Regions from separate parts of the Mus musculus genome. Here all the other regions are linked to region 1. Evidence: chromatin contacts called from public Hi-C and HiChIP or PLAC-seq data. All regions are on one chromosome and are shown on one strand. Each heading gives the region's core, a stretch centred on a gene start, on an enhancer-like site or on the middle of the called end of the contact. The rest is flanking DNA. Distances are from core to core; before and after follow the strand shown. Region 1 has its middle 23 kb from the start of Rps6ka1. Region 2 holds the start of Pdik1l (PDLIM1 interacting kinase 1 like). Region 3 holds the start of Grrp1 (glycine/arginine rich protein 1). Region 4 overlaps Catsper4 (cation channel, sperm associated 4).

What was found. A called contact is a pair of places that touch in the nucleus more often than the background predicts. HiChIP or PLAC-seq counts read pairs in DNA pulled down with a chosen protein or histone mark.
Region 2: a contact with region 1 is called in an H3K27ac HiChIP or PLAC-seq map of T-cell acute lymphoblastic leukemia, with 3 times the contacts expected there. The contact joins the promoter of Pdik1l here to the enhancer-like site in region 1. A contact is called at or near these places in 6 of 115 datasets of contacts at active chromatin or transcription factors (T-cell acute lymphoblastic leukemia, embryonic stem cells, extraembryonic endoderm stem cells and 2 more).
Region 3: a contact with region 1 is called in a Hi-C map of embryonic stem cells, with 1.8 times the contacts expected there. The contact joins the promoter of Grrp1 here to the enhancer-like site in region 1. A contact is called at or near these places in 1 of 39 promoter capture datasets (pre-B cells), 3 of 484 Hi-C or Micro-C datasets (CD8 T cells and embryonic stem cells), 1 of 115 datasets of contacts at active chromatin or transcription factors (embryonic stem cells) and 1 of 9 other capture datasets (pancreatic islet).
Region 4: a contact with region 1 is called in a FOXA1 HiChIP or PLAC-seq map of pancreatic cancer cells. The contact joins two enhancer-like sites. A contact is called at or near these places in 1 of 115 datasets of contacts at active chromatin or transcription factors (pancreatic cancer cells) and 1 of 9 other capture datasets (liver).

The regions. Positions count from the first base shown.
Region 1 is chr4:133,907,543-133,913,669 of GRCm38.p6, forward strand. No RefSeq gene overlaps it. Among named protein-coding and RNA genes, the nearest start is that of Rps6ka1, 23 kb to the left of the region's middle. Within about 2 kb of position 3,234, at least 347 of the 459 cell types and tissues checked have an H3K27ac peak or open chromatin away from gene starts, as enhancers often do. A contact at or near this core is called in CD8 T cells, T-cell acute lymphoblastic leukemia, embryonic stem cells and 4 more, where this site is marked.
Region 2 is chr4:134,284,804-134,290,930 of GRCm38.p6, forward strand. It overlaps Pdik1l (PDLIM1 interacting kinase 1 like), which reads right to left and starts at 2,450. Exons shown (of 3, transcript NM_001163794.1): 1 at 2,358-2,450.
Region 3 is chr4:134,251,168-134,257,294 of GRCm38.p6, forward strand. Grrp1 (glycine/arginine rich protein 1) reads right to left here and starts at 2,939. Exons shown (of 2, transcript NM_001099296.2): 1 at 2,863-2,939; 2 at 1-1,091. The coding sequence starts at 998. The coding sequence ends at 183. Gm42325 (a long non-coding RNA gene) reads left to right here and starts at 5,590. Exons shown (of 3, transcript XR_881491.3): 1 at 5,590-5,988.
Region 4 is chr4:134,219,651-134,225,777 of GRCm38.p6, forward strand. Catsper4 (cation channel, sperm associated 4) reads right to left here. Exons shown (of 11, transcript NM_177866.4): 4 at 1,870-1,971. Among named protein-coding and RNA genes, the nearest start is that of Catsper4, 4.7 kb to the right of the region's middle. Within about 2 kb of position 3,856, at least 28 of the 459 cell types and tissues checked have an H3K27ac peak or open chromatin away from gene starts, as enhancers often do. A contact at or near this core is called in pancreatic cancer cells, where this site is marked.

The DNA of each region.
Region 1 (6,127 bases), core at 1,984-4,483:
TTTATGCATATGCATGGGTGTGTGTGTAGAAGTTTGCGTGCAGATGAGTGGGTGTGCTTAGGAGTGTGTATGTGGTGGTTCACAACTGTCTGTAACTCTCATTTCAGAGCATTTGACACCCTTTCCTGACCTCCACAGGCACGTGGCATGCACACAATACAATTACATGCATGCAGGCAAACATTCATACACACTAAAAGAAAAAAAATAAATTTTTAGAGAAAGAGTACAAAGTTCACATGCCTAAATAAACCGGTCCGGTTTCCTCCCCTAATAACCCATCTAAGCTCAAATGCACAGACAAGAGGCAAAAGCCTGCACGGGAGGCTGAGGGGTTTGCAGGGCTGGCATTACCCAGGGCATCTTGCAGCAGACAGATGCTCAGAATCCTAAGACTTCCTCCACGTCCCAAGTTGCCAGAGCAGTTCTAGAATGCCCTGCTTAGTCTCCCCTCTCTGAGTCGCTAACCCTCCTGGCTCTGCCACTGCTCTGCCACCCCTGCTCTGCCAGCAGCTTTTCCTGAGTGGGCCTGGGAGGAATCCCTCCAGAACACAGCAGGCTTGTGCTTCATGTCTACCCCCTTCCTTGGCAATTGTCACAATATGTTTCGAACCAAGGCTGGAGGAGGAAAAACGATGAATATTTACATGTAAATATTTTTGCCCTGTTGCACAGAAATAAAGATTGGAAGGAAGTCAGCTGAACACTAACAGGAAGAGACCAACAGAGGCATGGAATCAGATAAAGTTGGGCCGGGTTCCGGGCTGTGCCATTCCGTCCTAGCTGTGTGACCCTAGCAAGGAACCCTCCCTGGACAACTTTGTCCAGACCCCAGATTCCCACTGCATGAATTACTTAGCATTAACCAATCCATCCAGTATAGTTTACAGAATAAACTTGTATTCTCGGTACTTGGGAGGCTGAGGCAGGAGGATTGCTCGAAGTTCAGGGCCAGGTTGGGCTACATTGTCAGTTCCAGGTTTAATTTGGGTCACACAGACTATGCCTCAACATAATAAGACAATATCAGCTGGTCCAGGGTGGTGGCAAACACGTTTCACACAAACCAGCACTAGGGAGTCAGAGGATATTTGTGAGTTCGAGGCCAGCCTGGTCTAAAGAGGGAGTTCCAGGCCAACCAGGGCTACACAGAGAGACCCTATCAACCAAACCAGAACCAAATAAGCAAGCCAATGCAGGCTGGAGGAGAGCAAGTAACCAAGGAGACTTAATCTTGATGACTTTCTTGGTTCTTACCAATATTCCCTCTAAAACTGTTGACAGTGATCACGTAGTTCTGTTATATTGTTATAAGCACAGGCCCAAACTAAGAGTTCATTACTGGTGGACTAACTGAATTGTAAATGTTCATTTTCTGGAAATACCGACTCTTTAAATAACAATCCTATCTATTATGTATTGACACAAACACAGGACAGTATAGATTGAGTCAACCATAGGCATGTGACCTCTTCTTATTTATATATGTAGGATCTCTCAAGCCGGTAAACACAAAAATACTGTGTGTGAAAAAAAAAAGTAAAAGGATGAGGACTTTTAGTTCTACAAGGCAGTTCATGTCTTTAATCCTAATGCTCGGAGAAAGAGGCAGGCGAATCTGAGTTCAAGGCTAGCCTGGTCTACACAGTGAGAAATCCCGTCTCAAAACAAAACAAAACCTGAAAGTTCTCTCTCTTTTTTTTTCAAATTTTTTATTAGATATTTTCTTCATTTACATTTCAAATGCTATCCTAAAAGTCCCTATACCCCCACCCCCGGCCCTGCTCCCCTACCCACCCACTCCCACTTCTTGGCCCTGGCGTTCCCCTGTACTGGGGCATATAAAGTTTGCAAGACCAAGGGGCCTCTCTTCCCAATGGTGGCCAACTAGGCCATCTTCTGCTACATATGCAGCTAGAGACACGAGCTCTGGGGGTACTGGTTAGTTCATATTGTTGTTCTACCTATAGGGTTGCAGACCCCTTCAGCTCCTTGGGTACTTTCTCTAGCTCCTCCATTGGGGGCCCTGTGTTCCATCCTATAGATGACTGTGAGCATCCACTTCTGTATTTGCCAGGCACTGGCATAGCCTCACTTTTTTTTTTTTTAAGGCATGATTTCTCTGAGTGCTCTGTAGACCAGGCTGGCTTCAACCTCAGAGATCTGCTTGCCTCTGCCTCCCAAGTCCTGAGATTAAAGTCCTGTGTCACTATGGCCGGCTTAAATTGGTTTTTGTAAGGTTAATTTTTAAAAAGATTTATGAATTAGAATTACATTTTAAATGTTTTAACTTTCGCTGTGCCAGGGCCTCATATTAAAAGGGGGGGGGAGGAAGGGAGGGAGGGAGAGAGAGAGAGAGAGAGAGAGAGAGAGAGAGAGAGAGAGAGAGAGAGAGAGAGAGAGAGAGAACGAGCGAGCAGGCAGGGTTTATTGGTACGTCCAGTCTATGCTGAACCCCAGAAAACAGAAAGAAAATGCATCTCCCTCCTATCCCTGGTGCACTTCAGTTAACAATAGCATTCAGTGTTAAGTTGCTGAGGCTGTCCCCCAGCCCTCCCTGTAAGGGAAACTGCTGGAGTCACAAACGGACTCGGGAGAACTCACCTCTATCTGTCTAGCTTGCTTGTTTTAGGTTTTGGATGCTTGTTCGGTTTTGTTTGTTTTAGTTCTTTAACACAGGGTCTCACTTTGTATTCAAAAAGCCAGGAACTCACTATGTAGCCAGGGCTGGGCTCCAAGACCTTCCCGCCCCAGGAATGACAGGCATGAGCCACCATGCCTGGCAACCTAATCTTGTTGAAACTGAAGATGAAGCGCTCATGAGCCTCTCTGTTTGGCTGGGTTCTGAGAAGGGCATATCCTGCTGTGAGTGGCGGGAGGGTGCCGCCAAGTGACAAGCCTGGGCAATGGCTGGAATGTTAAAGCGTGGATGACACACCAAGGACCTCCGACTAACTCTATAAACCAAGGACCTAGATCTAGTCCCAGACTGGGCCCCAGGACTGTCCTGTATGTCCTCCCCCAAGCCGCGTTCCGACACATGGCACGACTGGAGCCCATTTCCGAGATACCCTAGGGCCAGCATCGAGCACCCAAACCCACCAAGCCACGTGGTGCCCTGTAAATCAGCCCCGTGCTCGCTTGGCTTCCGCGTGGCTACTGCTCCCATCACCCCGCGCGCTCCCCAGATTATGACCCCGCCCCTGAGGGGGCGTTCCAACCTGAAGCCCCGCCCACACACGTGCGTGCGCGTGCTCCCTGGGCCTCCTGGGACTGGCGATAGCCAAAGCTGGTCCCTGGGAAGCTTGGGTCTGGTGTCGGCCTCGGTGAGGGCTGTGATGGTCGGGTCAGAGCCGTACATGAGCTGGGCGGTCCTGGGAGAGGCTGTCGTGTGTCGTGGACGACGTCAGATCAGACGCTTGGAGGGGAGCCTGTGGGAGCTTCCAGTTTCGGGCCCAGAGGACCCAGTGCGGTCACTGGCTCCCACGCACGCGCGGAGCTCAGCTCTGCGTCGCCCCCGTGCGGACAGAGGAAGCAGTGCCTGCCTGGCACCCGAGGACTCCTCTGGGCTGCATGCGACCCAGGCACGCGTGGCCACCTAGGCGATCTACTCTCCAGACACCGCCCCCTTCCGTTGATGGACCGGAGGACGGTCTGATGTTGTCATGGCGACGGCTGACCAGTGATTTCCTCTAGCTACTGTGAATCTTACTCTGGACAGAGAGAGCACTGGAGTACGGTTACCCAGCCTCCTTGCTGTGTCCTCAGTCAGTAATCTAAATAGATGAGAATTGATCCCTCCCTAAAGCAGCAAGGCCTTGAACAACAAAGCAACCTTTCCTAAAAGCCTGCTTACCTAGTGAAATCAAAGATCAGTGATAATAAAAGTATTCTTATTCCCAGTTCCTGAAAGTGGGTAATATTTGGACCAGCGAGATGGATCAGTGAATAAAGCGTTTGCTGTGCAAATCTTAGGCCCTGAGTTTGATCCCCAGAGTCCATGCAGATGTAGAAGGAGAAAAATAAGACTCCAGAAAATTGTTGTCTGACCCTCATTTGCATGTAGCTGCATCTCCAATCCCGATAAAAATAAATGGAACAAAAAAATTAAGTTGATAAAATTTAATGAGGCTGATTAAGCTGGGTTCTTACAGAGTACCTTTGTATACATGGTAACTGCGTTCCTTACCAAATTAAGGAGTAGACACTCTTATGTAAGAAGGAAGTTTAGATTCAGAGAAATAACTTGTCCAAAGTTATACTGCGGATGTAGCTCAGTGGTAGAGCACTTACCCAGTGTGTGTGAAACTCTGTTTTCAGTCCTTGGTACAGCAAAGTCAAATACAATGGTAGGCTAAGTTCGTTGTAGTTGTTGTTGTTGCAGACAAGCTCCTATTTAGCCCAGGTTGGCCTTGCAGGCATAGCTGATCTTCAACTTCTGATTATTCTGTTTCTATTCCTCCACCCAAGTGTTTTGCACGGTGTGTGCCACCATGCCCAGTTTGAGTCAGTGCAAGGGATCAAACCCAGGGCTTCATGCATGCTAGATAACACTATCAACTGACCTGCATTCCAGCTTATATCCAGTTCTTTCTTTTAATAAACAATAGCATCATCCTGTTTCCTGCTACCCAGGGGACTTCCACGAATTTCCACGGGTGGAGTTTTCCAGAACTGCCACGTGCAGGATCAGGTTGTTCTTAGCAGACACACATTGCTTTCTATTGGGATTTGTGGTGGTTTGAAAGAAATAGGCTTATAGGGAGGTGTGGCCTTTGTTGGCTTTTAATCCCTATGCCAGTGTGCTGAGGGGTGAATGCTGAAGGATGTGTGGATCATTTAGAAAGAACATTCTAGGGCTAGAGAGATGGTTCAGTGGTTAAGAGCACTGACTGCTCTTCCAGAGGTCCTAAGTTCAAATCCCAGCAACCACATGGTGGCTCACAACTATCTGTAACAGGACCTGATGCCCTGTTCTGGTATGTCTGAAGACACCTATAGTGTACTCATACACATAAGATAAATAAGTAAATCTTTAAAAAGACCATTCTAAACAAGAGAGAGAATTGCACACATAAAGATGCAGGAGCCCAATGTGATAGTGTATGCCTGTAATCCCAGCTCTTACATGGCAGAGGCATGACACTCTTGGGTTTGTGGCTAGTCTAGGCTACAAAAGGAGTTAAAAGGCAGCTTTAACATGTCTCAAAAATTATCCAAATTTTATGACTTTAATTCCAGGACTCTGGAGGCAGAGAGGCAGGCAGATTTCTGTGAGCTTGAGGCCGGCCAGCCTGGTCTACAAAGTAAGTTCCAGGATAGTCAAAACTGCCTGAGAAACTCTGCCTCAAAAAATACCAAAATCAATCAATCAATCAATCAACCAATCAATCAATTCATCTAAACCTAAAAACCAAATGAAAACAAAGAAGTAAGAAACCAGGACTGTAGTCAGCAACAGAGACTTACTGTATCAATAACTACAGGAAGAGGGGAGTGCAGAAGAAGGAAAAAGGAAAACAGACATTTCAGAATTCAAGTATACTTGCGTTTCCTTTGAGCAGGAGATCCTAACATTAGTCAATTGAGTATCAGCCTAATGAAGTTTACCAGAAGTGACAGTAATTTTAAAATCATGGGTTAACCTTCTTGATACTGTTTCAGTTAGGATTTCTATTGCTGTGAAAAACATCATGACCGTGGCAACTTTTAAATATTATAAGTTATAGATACTGTATATTTATATATAATTAATAATTAGATTTATTATTGGGCTGGCTTACAGTTCCAGAGGTTTAGTTCATTATCATCAGAGTAGGAAGCATGGAAGCTTGCAGGCAGACTTGGTGCTGGAGAAGGAGCTGAGAGTTTTACATCTCGATCTGCAGGCAGCAGAGAGAGAGGATGATGCTGGGCCTGGCTGGAACATCTGAAACCTCAAAGCCTGCCCCCAGTGACATAGTTCCTCCAACAAGGCCACAAGTCTCTGTGAGCCTATGGGGTCCATCTGCCAGGGACCTTTGCTGAAGAAGGAATCAATGGAGACATTGGCGATCATCGTGGCAAAAGTTGTGATTGCTAGGGCAAAAGTAGCTAGCTTTTGGGGGTTTTTTTGTTTTGTTTTGTT
Region 2 (6,127 bases), core at 1,200-3,699, 380 kb after region 1:
TGAATTATGCTGGCTTTAGAAGCCATGGTTACAGTACCATCATCCCTGACTCTTATGTATAAGTGCAGGCATGCCCATGCCATGGCACACCCATTAGGAGAGAACCTTGGCTCTCCTGTCACTGCTACAGCATATGCCAGGGTAGTGGCCTGTGAACTTTGGACACTCTGTCTCTGCCACCCATCTCCCCACAGGAAGGCACATCTACCTTCACATGGGTTCTAGGGATCCAAATTCAGTCCCCCAGACTTACTCAGCAAATGTTCTACCCATTGAACTCTCTCCAGGCTCCACCCACCCACTCCTTTTTTGAACAAGATCTCACTATGAAACCCTGGCAGGCCTCCAACTCAGAGATAAGCCTGTCTCTGCTTCCCCAGTGTGGGATTAAAGGTTCATGTCACCATGCCTTGCTTCCGGTCTTGTTTCTTTTAAAAGACAGGTTCTTGTGATTATGTGGCTCAAGACGGCTTTCACATCTTTTAAGATTTTATTGTATATTTTACATATCTGTGTGTAGCTTTGTGTAAGTCAGAGGGCAGTATGTGGGAGTCAGTTCTCTCCTTCTACCATGTGGTTCCAGAAACTGAGCTCATGTTATATGGCTTGGCAGAACATAACTTTACCCACTGAGCCACCTCAATAGCCTTGGCTACCTTGGTCTTTGGAATGGTGGTATTACAAGTGTGTTAAGTAGCCAAACCTGGCTACTTTTATATTAAGTTCATTTAATCCTTAACTGCTTGAAAATGCCATTGTTAAAAATATATATATACCCGAAATTTGAAATTTCATCAAGAGGTGGTGGCTCACACCTTTAATCTCAGCGTGTAGGAGGCAGAGGAAGGCGGATCTCTGAGTTCAAGGCCAGCCTGATCTACAGAGGGAGTTCTAGGATACCCAGGGCTACAGAGAGACCCTGTCTTGAGAAGAAAACACACAAACAAAAGCAGTGAAACATAAAAATCCCTCACACTTAGAAATGCAAACCCCTGACTTTGGTTTATGGACCAAAAGTGGTCAAGATCACTTACTTATGTTTTGTTTGCAACAGTGTCTCAGGTAGCTCAGGCTACCCCTGAATTTACTATATAGCAGGGAATGACCCTAATCTCCTGCTTCCACCTTCCAAAAACTAGGGTTATAGACCTGCACCAGCATGCTTAGTTATTTGTTTCTTACAAAATGGGCACAAATAAAGTTTTTGCAGAGCTGTTCCCTCAAAATGAAGTAAGTCAACTACCTTTTTATCGTTGTTTAGCATAGTTATTTAATTCTAGGTCTTTTCTGGCCAAAGGGGGAGCATCCTATACATCACAGGGAATCCTCTGACAAAGTCCTTTGGCGCTGTACCTTGAGAAATCATTTAAAGGCAAGCTGGAGCACAGGCCCCACAGAGAAATGTTCTTTTGAGTGGAGAGTCTGCAGTACGCTCCCTCACTCACTGTCACTGTCTTCGCCGGCCAGGAAGAGTAAGATTGTATTTACATTGCACAACCAGGTAAACAAAGTGACTGCCCCGGGAACCGGAGACTCCCGGAACGACTACTTTAAGTTCATTGGCCAGATTTAAAAGAAAATGACTGTTCCTGAGGTTTGCCCTGAGTTACTTCCTTGTATTGGTCGCCTACCCTTCAATTTCTTCCTGGATTCCCCAATGTCAGGTTTCCTGTCACCGGGCGGGCCATTCTGTCCTGCTCTGTGCTGATTCCCGGTTACTAGGCACTTCCAAGTGACTCTTTTCTCTGCAGCGGTCCCCTGTCCTCTCCCACTTGCCAGAGGTCCCCCCCCCCAAGGAAGAACGCCTTCCTTGCATAAGAAAGGACGGTGTCTATCAAATCCTTGGGGTCCTGGCTGGAGAGACGCCCTGCTGAAGCATCCTTCGAGAACCCGAGCGCCTTACGATGGCACGTCCCGGACCCTCCTGCCTGCCTGCCTGCCATTCTCCCTCCGGGGCTGGGCACCGGCGGCTTGGACATGCACCTGCTGGTGCCGGGGACGGGGACAAGTAAGGCCAGCGGTGCTCGCTCTGTCGCCGAGGCGCGCTCACTGGCCAAGCAGCAAGCTCACTCCGGGCGGCCGTCCCTGGAAACCCCGAGGGACCCTCCCGTGGCCCCTGAGCGGGCCTCGCAGTCGCTTCAACTCCTGGCGGCTGCAGCCTAGGGGACCGGACTCCGGGAGTGGCCCGGGCGGGAACGGAGGCCGCAGTCCCCGGCCGGTGGCCGGCGCAGCACCGGGCCTTCCCGGGGATGACTCCACTGAGAGGTCCGTGACAGGCCTGCTGGGGACAGAGACACATGCAGGGAGACCGGTTCTGACTGCGGGGCATCCGTGGCACGGCGAAGGGCCAGGTTTACCTCAGGGCAGCCGCCGCCGCTTCTCCCTCTCATGAGCTCTGCAGGCCGCCATTATCGCGCAGCTCGCGCCCTCGGCCGCGGCGGCCTCCAGTCAGAAGCCGGCGCGCGCCCCCGTGGTGCGCGGACACACCCCCTCACGCCGGGCCCCGCCCCCTCCGGCTTGCCGTAGCGCGCGTGCGCAAGCCGAGCGCCGCCTGCTGCCGGGCGAGCGCCCGCCTCTCCTCCGCGGGCTCTGGCCATTGCGCTCCGTCGCTGCCCTGGCGCGGCGCACAGCCGAGCGTTTCCAGCGGTGTGCGCGCTGCAGAGCGGACCAATGCTGCCCTGCAGGGGTGGCGGCAGGGGACGGTCGCCCTCAGCCGCAGCGGGGGGCGCGTCCCGGGACCCCAGAGAAGCTGCGGCCGCTGGCCCGAGCCGGCGGTGCTCGTGCCCCGTGGCGGGCTACGCTGCCCGCCCTCTTCAGACCTACCGAGCGGCGGGCTGGAGCGCGCGGTTCGCTGGGGCCGGATGCCCGGTGCATCTTCCTCGCTGGTGGCGGGACTGGGCGGCGGGTCCGTGGGGAGGCGCGGCCAGTGCTGGGAGGCTGGCTGCACCTACGTTCCGAGGCACCGAGCTGTGTTTGCGGGTGGCACAATGGCCCAGGCAGCGACGCGGGCCTGGGTGCGATCATCTGGGAGGATGCTGTCCCCTGCCCCACCGGCGCGGTGGTATCTCCCTTAAAGAAGCCGGAACCTCATTGTTCCCGGCCTTGAGGATCGGGGCGTCCTGCTGGGTGAGAGAGAGGGTGTGGCCTACCTGGCTGCGGCGCGCAGCCTAGCTGGCCTGAACCGGAGTTGGGACCCATTTTAGGCGGGTGTACGGACACAAAACAGGTCTCCTAGGACTGCAGTCCCCCGGAGTTCTTCAAATACGTGCACAAAACCTTTCAAATGCCCCCAGCAGTTGTCAGTCATAACCCTGAGTTGCCCTGAGATCGGGGTGACAGTCACTTGGAAACCAGGACCAACTGGCCGGCCCGTCGTTAGTTACACAGATTGAGTAAGCATCTGCCAGAAACGCCCATTCTTTTCTTTATTATTCTGTACCTACTGCTTGTTAGTAAGGTTGATCCTGCCTTCATTGCCCCCTAAGCATCTCAGTGCCTCCAGGATCATCCTTTGTCATCTGCTTATGAAACTAATATTTGGGGTCTGGGCAACTTTCTATATAATCTGAACCATATTCCAAAAGTAAAGACCTTACTACTGACCCTGCTGCTTTCATAGGCGAGGAAACCAACACCTGCCACATTGACCAAAAGTTGTCTTCCTAGAACACCCACTCGCACCCTAGTGTAACGTCCTCCAGCCCCTCCTAATAAAAGCCCAGCAATCTATTCAGAGTTTGTCCTGAGGGCCATCCTCCTATTGGTGCTCACGTTTTCTGGGAATACTGAGTCAGTCAAGACTTGCTTCCTGCCCTGGAAAGTAGGGGGAAATAGGAAAGCTCAGTAGACGCCGGCTACCAGTGTTAAACAGGATGGACTAGGAAGAGATCTCTTCATGAGAGTAGTCTTTTTGTTTATTGTGGTCATAAAATGTCACGGGATCGTCAAGGGACGTACCTGTTCTAGCTGCTTTCCTGTTGCTGTGATTAAAAAGAAAAATTGCTGACCAAAAATACCTTAGGGGAGGAAAAGGTTTGTTTGACTTAAACCTTCAGGGTTAGGGTCACTGGGAATTCATCCATCACTGAGGGAAGTCAGGGAGGGAACTAGGGAAGGAACTGTGGGGGGTGGGGGAGGCTCCTTACTGGCTTGCTCCAGGGTCATGGCTCAACTACATTTCTAAACAGTTTAGGCTGGCCTGCCTAGAAATAGCACTGCCCACATTGGGCAATCAACAAACCCCCTCACAGATGTGCTTACAGGCCAGTCTGATAGAGGCTATCCCCCACTGGACACTTCCTCAAATAGCTAAGCTGGCAAGTTGACAGCTGAAGCTAACAAGACTAGTGTTTTACGGTGTGCCATCATCTTCTATGTGACTAACAAAGTTAGTTGCTTATATTTTAAACTTTTAAAAAGCCTATCCGTCCAATAAAAGAATTACTTTACATTCTACAGTTCTTTTGCCTTTGAGGCAGGGTCTCACTTTATAGCCCTGGCTGGCCTGAAACTGTCTCTGTAGACCAAGCTGGCCTTGAACTCAGAGATGCCTCTGCCTCCTGAGTGTTGCTGGGATTAAATGTATATACTACCACACCTGAGCAACCTTAAATATAAAATTATGGATTTATGTTTGTATGATGTATGTCAGAGGACAACTTAGTGGAGTTCATTTTCACCTTCTACCTTTGGGGGATGTGGTTGCTTGAATATCTTTGGCCCCTAGGGAGTCGTACTGTTCCAAGGCTTGGCCTTGTTGGAGGGAGTGTGTCACGGTGGGGGTGTGCTGTGGAGGTCTCTTAGGCTCAGCCTGCACCCATTGCAGAGAGCCTCCTCCTAGCTGCCTGAGCATGTCAATCTCTCCTGGTTGCCTCCGAATCAGGATGCAGAACTCTCAGCTTCTTCTCCATCACCATATCTGCCTGGATGCTGGCATGCTTCCTGCTATGATGACAGTGGGCTAAACCTCTGAATCTGTAAGCCAGCCCCAATGAAATGTTTGCCTCTGTAAGAGTTGCCTTGGTCAGGGTGTCTTCACAGCAATGGAACCCTAACTAAGACAGGGATTCCAGGGGCTGAGCTCTGGTCACCAGGCTTGGGTATATCCAGTGCCTCTACCTTGCTGAGCCATCACACCAGCCCAACGTAGATCTGTTGATCCGTTCACCTCTGACTCCCCACACTCAGAGGATGAGAGTGGGTTTACAGAAATATGCCATCATGCCTGACCTAAGTGTGTATATTTAAAAGATAGACAGTGGGGCTGGCATGGTGCTACATACCTTTAATGCAAGCACTTGGGAAGCAGCAGGAAGATGTCTGTGAGTTCAAGGCCAGCCAGAGCTACAGAGTGAGCACAAAACAGAAGATAAACACTGGAAGAATGAAAGCTTCTGAAAGTGCTGCCTGTGCTCAGAGGAGAGGGAAAGATGTGGATGAAATCATACATGGCTGACTTGGTGATGTTCCGTTCAGTGAGGCAGCCTGTCTATCATGCAAGTGTTTATGTGTATGTATGGGCACATGCACACACACACACACGAACACATTATTTTAGGATAGTTTAACAGAGTATATAAAATCCTATTAATTTATAATGTATATATAACATTAGCCTGACTAATATTCATAATTATATCTAAGGAAAATACATCTGTTACCTCTAGCATAAAGAAATTGACATTGCTAAAGATGGTAGTATACATTTAATCCCAGCATTCAGGAGGCAGAGGCAGGTAAGTCTCTTGAATTTGAGGCCAGCCTAGTCTACATGGTGAATTCTAGGATAGCTAGAGATACATAGTTACATCCTGAGACTTTGTCTCAAAAATAATTTTAAAAAGGAGAGCCAGGCAGTGGTGGCACACGCCTTTAATTCCCAGCATTGGAGAGTCAGAGGCAGGCAGATTTCTGAGTTCGAGGCCAGTCTGGTCTACAAAGTGAGTTCCAGGACATCCAGGGTTATAAGGAAAAACCCAGTCTTAAAAAAAAAAAAAAAAAAAAAAAAAAGGAGGAGAGGAAGAAGAAGAAAAGAAAAGCATTTGTCTTAGAGTCATTGCTGTGAAGAAACACCATGACCAAGGCAACTCTTACAAAGGAGAACATGTAGTTGGGCTGGCTTACAGTT
Region 3 (6,127 bases), core at 1,689-4,188, 340 kb after region 1:
CTGCTCACATTTAGAATCTAGAGAGGCCACGTGGCCACTTTACCCGTTTCCACAGTCCTCGCCTGGCCCCTGCCTGTGGTCCTGCCTGCTCAGCGTGCAGATCTGGGAACCTGAGATCCAGGGAAGGATTTGTTCACGGACCGGGCTAGCTCTCCCGGAGCCGTCTTCCTGTCTGGTGGTGGTCACACCTCAGACTCGCGCGGCGGGGCGCGTGCGCGCTGGCAGCCGTACAACCACTGGATGACGCGCGCGTTGCGTTCCACCACCGACACCGTGGGGCGTCCGTCCCGCGCCGACCCTGCCGCCTCCGAGCCGCCGCCGCCGCCCGCACAGTCCGGGCTACCCGCGTCCCTGTCGCTGGATGTCCAATCGCTGGTGTCCCCGGAGCCGGGCGGCGGCGACGTTGCGACCTGAGGGCCGTGCTCTGCGCCCCAGCTCTGCGGAGAGAAGCGCTCGGCGCCCAGCACCTCCACCAGCGCGCGCTCCAAGCCGCAGTAGTTGAAGAATCGCTCTTTCTCCGACAGTGGCAGCGAGCACGTGGGACACACTGCGCGCTTTCCTGTCGCCTCTGGTGTATCCGGGGACCCAGCCCACCCCGCGGGAGCCCCAGGTCTCTCTGTAGGTGCCGGGCTGCTCGGGGCAGCGTCCCGGGTGGCACCCAGGAAAAGGCGTCGTACTAGCCCCTGGCCCTTGGCGTTCTCTTTGTTCACCGAAGCCTTGCAGTCCCTCTTCTGGCGGTAAAAGATAAGGGAGTCAGGTCTTGGCTGTCGCCTGCCGCTACCCCGGCGGGCAGGCCCAGGCGTTCTGGGCGATGCAGAGGCCCCCAACTCATTGCAGGGGTGTGGTGTCAGCGGTCCTGGTCCCCCGCGCAGGGCTGGCTCCTGACGACGTACAATCACCTGGTGCGTCTTGACGTACTTGGCTTTGTCGGCTTCCAGCCTCTCCACGGCGCTGGGGGTTCGTCCCCTCGAAGGTGTAGTGGGTGAGGACAGCAGCATCTTAACGGAGCTGGGCAGGTCAGGGCTCCATACACAGTTAAGGACGCACAGGTAGCTGAGGAGCAGCGAGCAATTCTCCGGAGTTCCTGGCGCCTGTGGGGAGAGAGGAATTGTCTGGAAGAGAGTAGTAGGCTGTTCCTGTTCCTTTCCCGCAGGCATTCCTGGGTAGAGGATCAGCCAGTTACCCCTCCCCCACGAACTGGTGCCATGCCCAAGGAGCAGAAGAGAGAACCTCCCTCCTTCCTTTACAGCATTGGGTGGTTCTTGGGGAGGGGGCATCTATGCTCCTTTGAGAACATCCCGACCTGGCCTCTGAACCATGTACACAAGACAAGCAAGCAGGACACTTGGAAAGGAAAATCAGGCGGGGTCCTAGCCCGGTTCCCGAAACCGGCCTTAACCGGAAAAAATACCTCTTCCCAACAGTGTAGCTTCAAACCCAAGACAAGGAGGCTCCCCAGCCACAGGCTGACTGCAGCCGACCCACCCTTCCCGCCCCCAAGCACCGAGGTCAGGGACATAACCATAGGGTAGAAGCCTCTAGGAGCTGCTGCCAGCTTCCTTGCCCAGGCCCAACAGGGCTATTCAGGAAGGAGAGGGAGGTTGTCCGCGGGCCGTATCAATCTGCGACTGCCAGCCACTCTATGCCCCTGCCAAGGGGAGTCCCAGAAAGCCTAACTGTAAACACCATTCCGTCCAACAACCCCCACACTTCCATTTCAGAGGCCAGGACAATGGCCTGGAAATGAAAGGGTTTAAACGGGTCCCTTTGAGAGTTAGGGTGCCACCTTGAAACCCAGATTTCTTGCCTTACTGTGCAGATCTAGATCAGCTTGGACTCCCTGCCGGTCTATCAGAACGTTTCCCTCTGAGGTTTGGTTTCTGATCTTGTTGTTCTAAAACTGGGCAGGAACCCCTCGTCTCACTTATCTGTTCCCTCCACCAATTCTTCTGAATAACTTCCACACCAGAAATTGGCCCTCGGGGTCCCTATCCCCTTCACATTCAAAGACCTCTGGCCTTTTTCCTTCACCCCCCTTGTGCTGCGGAAAAGGGCAGGAGGGAAGGTAAATCAAGAGCTGACAGTTTCCTTGTCCGCTAACAGAATGGGCCACCCACATGGTTTAACACACCCACCCCTGCCCTCCGATTTCCCGTTCCCACACAGCTGAGAGGGACTTACTGGTTCTGGGGACTGAGAGAACCTTGGATCTGAAGGTGACAAAGGAACAGACTAGGCAAGGGTGTGTGAAGAAGGGGTGTCCTCCACACTTCACAGAGGCCTTAGAGCAGAGACCCTGCCAACTGCGGGCCCCAGCCCAAGCAGTTACATGTTCCATAACCGCTATTCAGCATGGCCCTCCAGTAGGTGGTAAATCTAACTAGAGTGTGAATGGTTGAAACCTAGGCAGCAATAACGGTCTCCCTGTGCCCCGCTCTATTCTCTCGGGGACTATAGTAGGCAATGGGTCAGATTCCAAGGTCCCGGGAGGGCACTGAGCTTGTCTGACCTCAAGGATGGCCTCTGTCTTCTCCTTCTCTCTTTAGCCTTGAGCAGAGAGGCTATAAAAAGTCCCTAAACACAAGGACCAAAATAGTCTACCGTCCCCTGCCTGTTCCCTGTTTTCAGGGCTGGCTTTGATGTTTGACCACAGACAGCCCATCCTAGACTGGTAGCCAGTCTTGTCCTCTCTGCTCCACTGCCTAAACTCTCCCAGCCCTAGAGTTAGTAAATTCCAACTCTGTCCACTCCAGCTTCGGCTCTGAACACTGGTGCTTCTAGCTTCAGTAGCCTGGCACCAGTCTCCTTCCCATGCATCGCAAGTGGCCCTCCCACCCAGCGTTGGACTCTGGATACACTCACTCGTCGTCGGGTGGAGATGCTGAGTTGCAGTGGTCCCTGGGTATGCCCAGACTGAAGGCAGAAGGAACAGCGGGGACGAGGGAGTAACTTTGGTAGCAGCCTAGCCTTCCTCTCCACAGGAAAAGCGGAGAGCCTCCACCCCCTAGGTTAACTCTTGCTGACCCAGAGCTCCGTCTCAATTAACTCCTTCCTGACCTGACTTACATTAGTGCTGACAGGACCCGTGAGCCGTGTTCCTGCAACTTTACAGATGGTTAGATAAATAGTCTCTGCCCTGTTCAATGGTTGTCATGGAGCTACTGTAAACTTGAGCTGAAGAGACAAAACCCCAAACAAAGACCTTCTGCTCTGCAGCTCCCTCTGAAGTACCCATGCCCCGAGGTAGGACAAAGGGCAGAAATGGGTGCTATGTGGTTTGCCTTTTTCCCCCTCTGGCAGGTTTAGGCCTGTTTTATTGTGGGAAGCCTGCTCTTCCTAGAGGGGAGCCCTAGTATCTGCACCCTAAGGGTGGGTGGATACAGTGTGCTGCAGGTGTGCAGGGAACGTGAGGATTAAGCAAGAACTCCGGGGTACAGCCTTAAAGATGGCAAACAGAGTTAACGGGAAGGGGGCGATGGAAGAGATCTTCCAGGGCTAAGCCTCTATCCTTTGGCCGCCTACTTGGGGACTACTAAAGCTCTAACCTTCCCTTCTCTGACTTCATTTATCTCCAGGGGAAGCCCTATTCGTAAAGGAGCCCCCCCCCCCACCCTCTCAGCAGGTGAACGACCTAGCACCCAGAGTTCAAAAGACACTGGGTCTTAGCCTTTCTCCCAGTTGGGCCCACCCCCTACCAGCCCCACCACTTAGCATAAGCCCTCTCCCTCCCTTTTAACACTTGTAATGTTTGCAAGGCACATTTGCATCTATGCTCTCTGATCTCTTTTGAGCCCCCTCCCGTGGAACCTAGATAGGACTCAGCAGGGACAGTAACCCCACTTAATGAGGAAGGAAATTAGTAAAGTAGGAGGGACTTGCGCAGACCCTCCAAATCCCCTCTCTCCTCTGCCCCCACTGCCTGTCTGGCAAGATCAAGAGTCAAAGACCCCAAAGCTCATAGCCTGAGTAGGGGGCAGGGGGATGCTATTACCACGCCTGGACCAGAATGGGATGTGAAGACTCTAGGGCACACAATCTGTCTTGAGGCAAATGGAGCTAGCATGGAGGAGAGGAAGAGAAGAGAGTGTCTGGCTTCCTACCTGGGGAGCTTGCCAGAGTGCCCTGACCCTGTTTCTATGAAAAAACCCTGTACACAGCACTCCTGTGGACGGGTGAACTGTCCGCCACCCAGAGTTCAAAGGTCAGTCCTTTGGCCCTGGACCCTGAGCCCCTGACCTCCTGAGGGTCCCTGTCCTACAGTAAAGAGGGAGGGTTTGCATCCTTTATTTCCATAACAAAACTGAGTTGTCGCAGTGTTTTAGCAAATGCTCTCACACGTTCTCTGTCACAATCCATCTCCGGGACAATCTTTGGGGATTAGGTTTTATTGGTTTTCCTACTTAGAGCTGAAGAGATAGGCGGTCCAGACTGGGAAATGATTTATCCAAATTCCCACGAGGAGGAATAATAATAGCTAACTTTTGTTTTGTTTTGAGGCAAAGTTTCAAGTAGCACAGGCTAGCCTTGAACTTCTCATGCTCCTATTCCCCCCCCCCACACACACACACATCACCAGAGCACAGGACTTAGAGGCATTAGCCACCATGCCTGATGCAGTGGGTGGAACCCTGGCCCTGTGGATGTGAAGCAAGGCCCCAACTGAGTTATATCACAGGTGACTTAGTGAAAAATAAGTATATGCCAAAGGCGGCTCTGGTTACTTCACACGATGACCCACATATTTAATCTAGCGAAATGGTCCCTTCTGGATGGGGTACAAGCCAGTAACCCTGAGTCCTGAACATGAAAGGGTTAAGCAGGGGGAGGGTTAGGCGGGGGCCCAGCTGGGGTGCTGTCAATGGCAGGAAACCTGGCCTGCCAGGGGAGGATGGGACCTAGTGTCTCACTGAATCTGCCTCTCCCCCCCATCCCTTTGGTCTTAAACTGGCAGGGGGCCCTATCACAGCAGTGTTCTGGGGATCAAGGGCAGAAGCTAGACTACTGGAAGGGGTACCACAAAAGTCATCCTGATTGGATGTCTTCTTTCCCATGCTTCTAAAATGAGCCTGGCTCCCCCTCAGTACTCAGAGAGCAGAGACTTAGGGAGCCTTAGTCAGAGCATAGGGCCTTAGCAACACTCCTGGAGGAGGGGTCTTCAGTTGTGTGTGGGTGGGGAAGTTTTGAGAACCTTGCTCTGGGGGGAGAGGGGCTCCCTGTCTGAAGTGTCAGCGCCCCACGCCAGGATGCCAGTGGACAAAGTGTTCACGGGCAGGCACAGACCTTGGACCACGGAGCCTGAGCGGGAGCACATGGGACAGAGCTAATGGGGTGGGTAGCCTCTAGGTGAGAGACCCTGGAAGAGCTAGAGGGGGAGGGTAAGGCAGACAAAGAGAGGAAGGTGGGAGGTCATGGATCTGTCTGTGCGAAGAGGAGGGGGGCCCCACATCCCTCTGTCCAGCGGCCCTCATTTCTCAGGGGCACTCAACAAGGGCCGGATCCTCTCTCTCTTCTGGTCATGGGTCCCCTGGGAGATCTTTAAAGTGGCTCCTTCCGGTCCACTAGCGAGGACCTGGAGGGGGGGGGGGAGGGGAAAGCCAAATCTGAGAGCTGTTTCCTTCCTATATCCGAGCTGGTTCCCGGAGCACCTGAGCTGGAAACGGGCCTGAGTCAGAGAGAGGCGACTCCTCTCACAGAGAGTTGACGCCAGACTGGGAATAGCTCCAGTCAGTGTCAGGAATGGTGATAAAGGGCTGGAGAAGCCTTCAGACCTGGCTTCAGAGCCCGTGCCTGCACTGCCGCCGCCGAGGGGGAGACTCTTGTCTATTTCTCTGCGGCCAGCCACAGACCCCAGGCCACGGCCAGCCACACTCAGGCCTGCCTTAATTCAAATCCTGACTTTCTGCTTTTTCTACTTGGCCTCCAACAACAACAACAAACAACAGCAGCAACAACAACAAATGTGGCCTCTCTAGGCAGCCCTTATCAAATGTGGGTGATGAGACCTGGCTTTTTTTTTTTTTATTTGTAGTTTGAGGGTGGGTTGAGAAATCGCCAGCACTTTGGGTCGCTCTGGAAATGCTAGATGAATGTGACTTCTCCTTGGGCTCTCCACCAGTCAGCCATCAGA
Region 4 (6,127 bases), core at 2,606-5,105, 310 kb after region 1:
ATGCTCTGCTAAAGCAAGCACGTGAAAGGATGGTTAAAACTTCTGGTGGTGGGCTGCGGCTTCTTGCTGCTTCTGGAGACTCGGGCTGATCGGCAGAGTGATGTCAGCTAAGACAGACTCACATCTTGTTGAGGCAAGACACGTGGTGAGGCAAGACCTATGCAGGACACATGATGTTTGGCGAGAATATAAAAGGACTCTATGGGACAGTGACAGGGGGCAGAGCTTGGCTTGCTTATAGAACTAGCTGTGCAGCTGTTGGTCTCCTGTCTTCGCTGATCTTTGCTTCACGGAGAGAGGCACAGCCAAGAACTTCTCATGGCATCCCTGCTGGTCCTTCCTGATAACTCAAACTAAGGCCTGGATGTTCCTGCTAGGTCATGCCACCGCTCTTGCTGTCCTGATACTACCAAACTGGACTGCTGATATATTCATGAAGTATTTGCGAGTGGATCGAGCTGTCGCTGGGGACCTTTGAACTGAACTGCTGATTTCCTGACAACACGCATGGATTTGCTCCAAAGAACCATTTCTAAACAGGTCCACTTCCCCCATATCCCTTCTTTTCCTGCTGCCATGCTTCCTGGTCTGATGATAATGAACCACCCCTCTGAAACTGTAAGCCAGCCCCAGTCAATACTTTCTTTTATAAGAGCCTTGGTCATGGCGTCTCTTCACCACAATAGAACAGTGAATGATACATCTGGTAAGTGTAAGACCCTTGGCTCAGTTCTCAGCACTGGGAGTCAAAACAAAAGCCCAGCCACACTGACTGGTCTACAAATCCACCCAGAATTAAGCTACTGCTGGATCCCCTATCTTGATCCATTCTCTGAGGATACAATTTTTTTGCCTTGCCGGGCTCACAGATTCTTTTGAGAGAGGCAGATAGAGAATATACTTTATCTCTACCAGAGAGAAACTCAGAAGGAGACTCGGAGCAACACAGGCCTAGCCTGGAAGAGCCTTTCTGAAGGCATCCTACGAAGTCAATGCATAGTTTTTAAAGCAAGGGGGTGGGGGGAATGAGCAGACTGGCTTGGGAAATGTGAAACTTACACGAAACTCAAATTGCAGTTTTCACACACAAAGTGCTTTGTCTGTCTCCTGGAGACGGTGCCCCATTACTTAGGCCAAGGAGGCCTTGAACTCATGACCCTTCTACCTCAGCCTCTTGACTACTGGGATTGTTAAATGTGCATTACTGTGCGTGGCACAAATGAAGTCTTACTGGGCTAGAGACGATCCCAATAGTAGTCCCTGTTAGTTGGAGCTCAGGAGTTTGGGGTGATCCTGGGCAACATAGTAAGACTCAAACAAACAAACAAATGCTTTATCAACAAAACGCTTTTATGAACACACCTCGGAGGAAGAAAGAGCTTTTCTGGAATATAGCCACTCCCATCCATCCATGTTCTGGCTGGTGTGGCTTTGTGCTACCTGACAGAAGTGAATTGTCACAACAGGGACTAGAACTCATACAGCTGAAAATACAAAGGACCTCAATTACAGAAGACATTTACAGAGTACTACTCTGGGATCCATGAGCATGAATGAAGGTAGACACTCTCTATCCCTCAACTCGACTCCCCAGATTCAGAAATCTGGGTTTGGGTGAGGAGACAGAGCTGGGAAGGCAGAAGCAGGGGTTTGAACACACGGAGGGGCATTTCATGAACAACTCACATCCTACTACACACACACACACACACACACACACACACACACACACACACACACACACACTCATTCACTCACTGATATACCCTCTCCATACAAACCCTTTATCCTGCAGGGCAAGGGCTCAGTGTGGTGGGGACAGCAATGGATAAGGTAAAAGGGGCAATGCCCAGGATTCCTGGAGCTCACCTTCCAGAAAATCCAGAAGCCGTTAAGCCAACCAAGCAGAACCTCGCAGATAAGGATCGTCAACACAATGTCATCTATGGTCGAGAATAGCTCGTAATGTTTCTACATGGAAGACAGAGAAAAGGAGATGAAGTGGAGACGAAGTGTCAGTGAGCAGGACTCGTGCCAGGCTGGAGAGGGTGTGTGTGTGTGTGTGTGTGTGTGTGTGTGTGTGTGTGTGTGTGTGTGTAGGGAGTGACGGTACCCTGGCTTCTCTTCCTCCTCAATATCTCTATGGTTTCCCTTAGGGGACACCCTCTGCACAAAAGCCAGGCAGTACCAAGACTGCGTCATGTGACTGTCAATACTGTTTGGAAAGTCGTTTCCTTTTCTGTCCCATCACCCAGCTGGCTGGCCTTCATCCCTAACCTCTAGAGCAGACTATATGGGAAAGGGATGTACAAAAAGGGCCTTGCAGACTCTGGGACTTAAAGAAAAAGGCATGGCCCCCAGGAGCTGCAGGACCCCAAATTCCAGGGAACTTCTCTACTAGCCTGGCCCCTACAATCCCTACTGACTGCAGCATCTCAAGTTCTCTGGGTCAGGTCCGAGGTGTCCTCCCCATTGTAGATCCTGGACACGGACCTTGGGTACATGATTTGATGGATGGATAGCTAGAACTCACTCCTGCCCTACCTAAATCTTGGTCTTTCTGCTTTCTCATAATTGTGACCTACGCCCGCAAACAACTCCCAGTCCACAGAGTTACCCCAGCAAGCCAGTCACCTCACCCCCTCTATTTCTACACCCAGCAGCCAGCAGATTCCCTGCCCATCGTGTGGGCTGTTCACACTCACTATTCCTGGACCTATGGGCTTCTAGGGACTGACCTTCATAGTCACAAATTCAACAGTAGGCTTTCAGGCTTTATTTTATTTTATTTTATTTTATTTTATTTTATTTTTTTATTTTATTTTATTCCTGTTTGACTATATTATCTGAGACAATCTCATGTAGCCCAGGCTGGCCTCAAAACTACATAGCCAAGGATGACCTTGAATTTCTAGTTTACCAACTGAACTACATACATCCTCTGCCCAGTTCTGACAATTTTGACTGAGACCCGTAATAAGGGCGTTTTTGTTTGTTTGTTTGTTTTACATTTGACAAAATGATCTTCAGGATCTGGCAAGATGGCTCAGTGGCCAGAGGTGTGTGCCAGCATGCCTCACAACTTTAGTTGTATCCCACAGTAGAAGGAGAGAGCCAATTCCTCCTACAAGTTGTCCTTTGACGTTCACATTCTTGTCATGGTACACACACACACACACACACAGAGGAAAAAATGTAATGTTGCTCCCTTCCCTCCCGCCCTTCTTCTCCCTCCCTCCCTCCCTGCACCCCTCCCCCCTTTCTCTCTCCTTTTATCTCTCCAGCCCGGATTCACTATCAGATGCTGGCATCTGCAGTCTGAATTCATTTCATAACCCTACAATGGCCTGTGCACGGACCTGCACTGTCCTCACTGTGCAAGCTACATAAGTGAGTTGCTGCCTCCCTGAGAGCCATTTCTGGGGGATGCCAAGGGCACTAACTCTGGGGAATAGCTGGAGCCTTTACCAGGCCTGCTGACTACTCCCTTGGCTGTGACTCTCCTGTGCTCACTATTTGCCATTGGCCACTCCTCAGTCAGCTTTCCTCCTCCTCCATTCCCTCCTCGCATGAGGAGCCTGCCTTGGCCCTCTCCTGCCCTCACACTCCGAATACCATCTCCACTCAGCCTTGCCTCCTCCCCTGACACAGGCAGCTGTCAGGTGTCCATCCCCAGCCCTGTGCACCCAGCCTTTTAGGTCTATCCACTCCTCTTGAGCTGTCCCCATGAGCCCCAGCCCTACCCCGTTGCTCAGGCCACAAACTCAGCTCTCTGCGGTTCCTGTGTCTATCTGCACAGAATAATATGTGGTAACAAGGTGACACGCAGTAAAGGCTCACTAAACATTAACTAGCAATGTGATTCATCAGAGAAGCCCGTGGCATTGGGGCTGGTGGTATAATGCTAGCCTAGCATGGGCAAGGCCCCGGGCTCAGTCCAGGCACCATGAAGAGGAGGCAGAAGAGCCTATGGGTGTGATGCTCTTCTCACCTACCACCATCGTCATGGTCCAGGTCACAGTATCTTTCCCCTGGACATCTCTGACCCATCTTGGTTCATCTTCTTTCATTCTTGTCCCTCTTCAATTGTGTGTCCACACTGTGGCAACCTGTGTCCTTTGCAAGATTCTTTTCTTTTAAAAAGTGTGTGGTTTGTATGCATACCACACACAAGCAGATGCCCTTGGAGATGAAAGGAGGCCTAGACCTTGTATCATCCGCCATTGTAAACTGCTTAGTGTGTATGTTCCAGAAACCAAGAGCAGTAAGCTCTCTAACCACTAAGCCATCTCTCCAGCCCCAGCCAGTACATTTTCTAAAATTCAGTTCAATTCAATTCTAAATTTCATTTCATATCACTGCTGATTAAATCTTTTCCTGGATTCAGACTTATCTCCCTTGACATAAAGACCACATGTGACCTGGCCACTGAGCGCCTTTCTGAAGTCATCTGTCACCACCATCTTGAACATACTGAATTTAAACAGCATACATGTATACCACACATGAGAAATTAAAACTGCCAGGTGTGGTGACTCACATCTGGATTCCCAGAACTTAGAAGGAAGCTGTAGGCTTTCAAATCTGTCCTCAGATTATTCATACACATACATATATACATATATATATGAAGGCATCTTGGGCTATATAGAGCTCTGTCTAAAAGGAACAAATGAAAATACAAACAAACAGAAACCCATCAAGCATGGTGGCATATATCTGTAATCCTAGCACTCTAGTGCTTGAGACAGGAAAGTCATACATTTGAGACCAGGCTGGGCAGCATAGTAAGATCCTGTCCCAAACCAAGGAGACAAATAAAAGATAAAACAAAACAAGAAATCTATCAAGTATCATGGTGCACAGGTATGTCAGCATTTGCAATACTAAAGTAGTTTTGAGTTTGAGGCCAGCTGGGAGAAAGTTTGAAGGGAACCTGGGTTCTCTACTTGGACACACACACACATGATGAATTCTCTCATGTTTCTTTTCTTTCTCTTCCTCTTCCTCTCTGTGTCCCCGTGTGTGTGTGTGTGTGTGTGTGTGTGTGTGTGTATCCCTGTGTGTCCACTTGTGTGTGTGTTCCTGTGTGTTCACCTGTGTGCATGTACCTGTGTGTGCCCCTGTGTGTGCCTGTATGAGTATGTGCCTGTGTGTGTATGTACCTGGCTGTGTCCCTGTGTGTGTGTACCTGTCTGTGCGGGTGTGTGTGCCTGTGTATGTGCCTGTGTGTCTGTGTGCCTGTGTGTGTGCCCCTGTGTGTGTGTGTGTACCCGTGTGTGCCGGTTTGTATGTGTGCCTGTGTGTATCTTTCTGTGTGTTTCCCTGTGTGTGTGTGTCTATGTGCCTGTGTGTTTGTACTTGTTTGTATATGTGCCTGTGTGTATGTGCTTGTGTGTGTCTATGTATGTGCTTGTGTGTGTCCCTGTGTGTGTATGTGCCTGTGTATGTCTCCCTGTATGTCCCTGTGTGTGTATATGCCTGTGTATGTGTCCCTGTGTGTGTATGTGCCTGTGTATGTCTCCCTGTGTGACCCTGTGTATGTATATGTCTGTGTGTATATGCCTGTGTGTGTCCCTGTGTGTGCATGTGCCTGTGCATGTGCCTGCATGTGTGTGCACACCTGTGTGCTTGTCTATATGTGGATGCACACCTTCCTCAGTATGTGTGTGATGATCAGAGAACAATATAAGAACTGGTCTCTGGGGGGTTGGAGAGATGGCTCAGCGGTTAAGAGCACTGACTGCTCTTCCAGAGGTCCTGAGTTCAATTCCCAGCAACCACATGGTGGCTCACAACCATCTGTAATGGGATCTGATGCCCTCTTCTGGTGTGTCTGAGGAGAGCAACAGTTTTCACATACATAAAACCTAAAAACAAAGCAAAGCAAAACAAAACAAAACAACTGGTCTCTGCCCACTTTGAGGCAGGGTCTTGTCTTGCTGTTGGCCACCCTGGTGAATACTCCAGGCTAGTTAGCTTGAGTTTCTGGGGATTTCTGCTGTCTCCACTCCCCATGTTTCCACAGAGGAGCTGGGGTTACCGACATATACTGAACCATGACCTCCAGCTTTGATTTCGAATCTGGGGATCCATACTGGGAAGAACAGCAAACATTCTTAGCCTC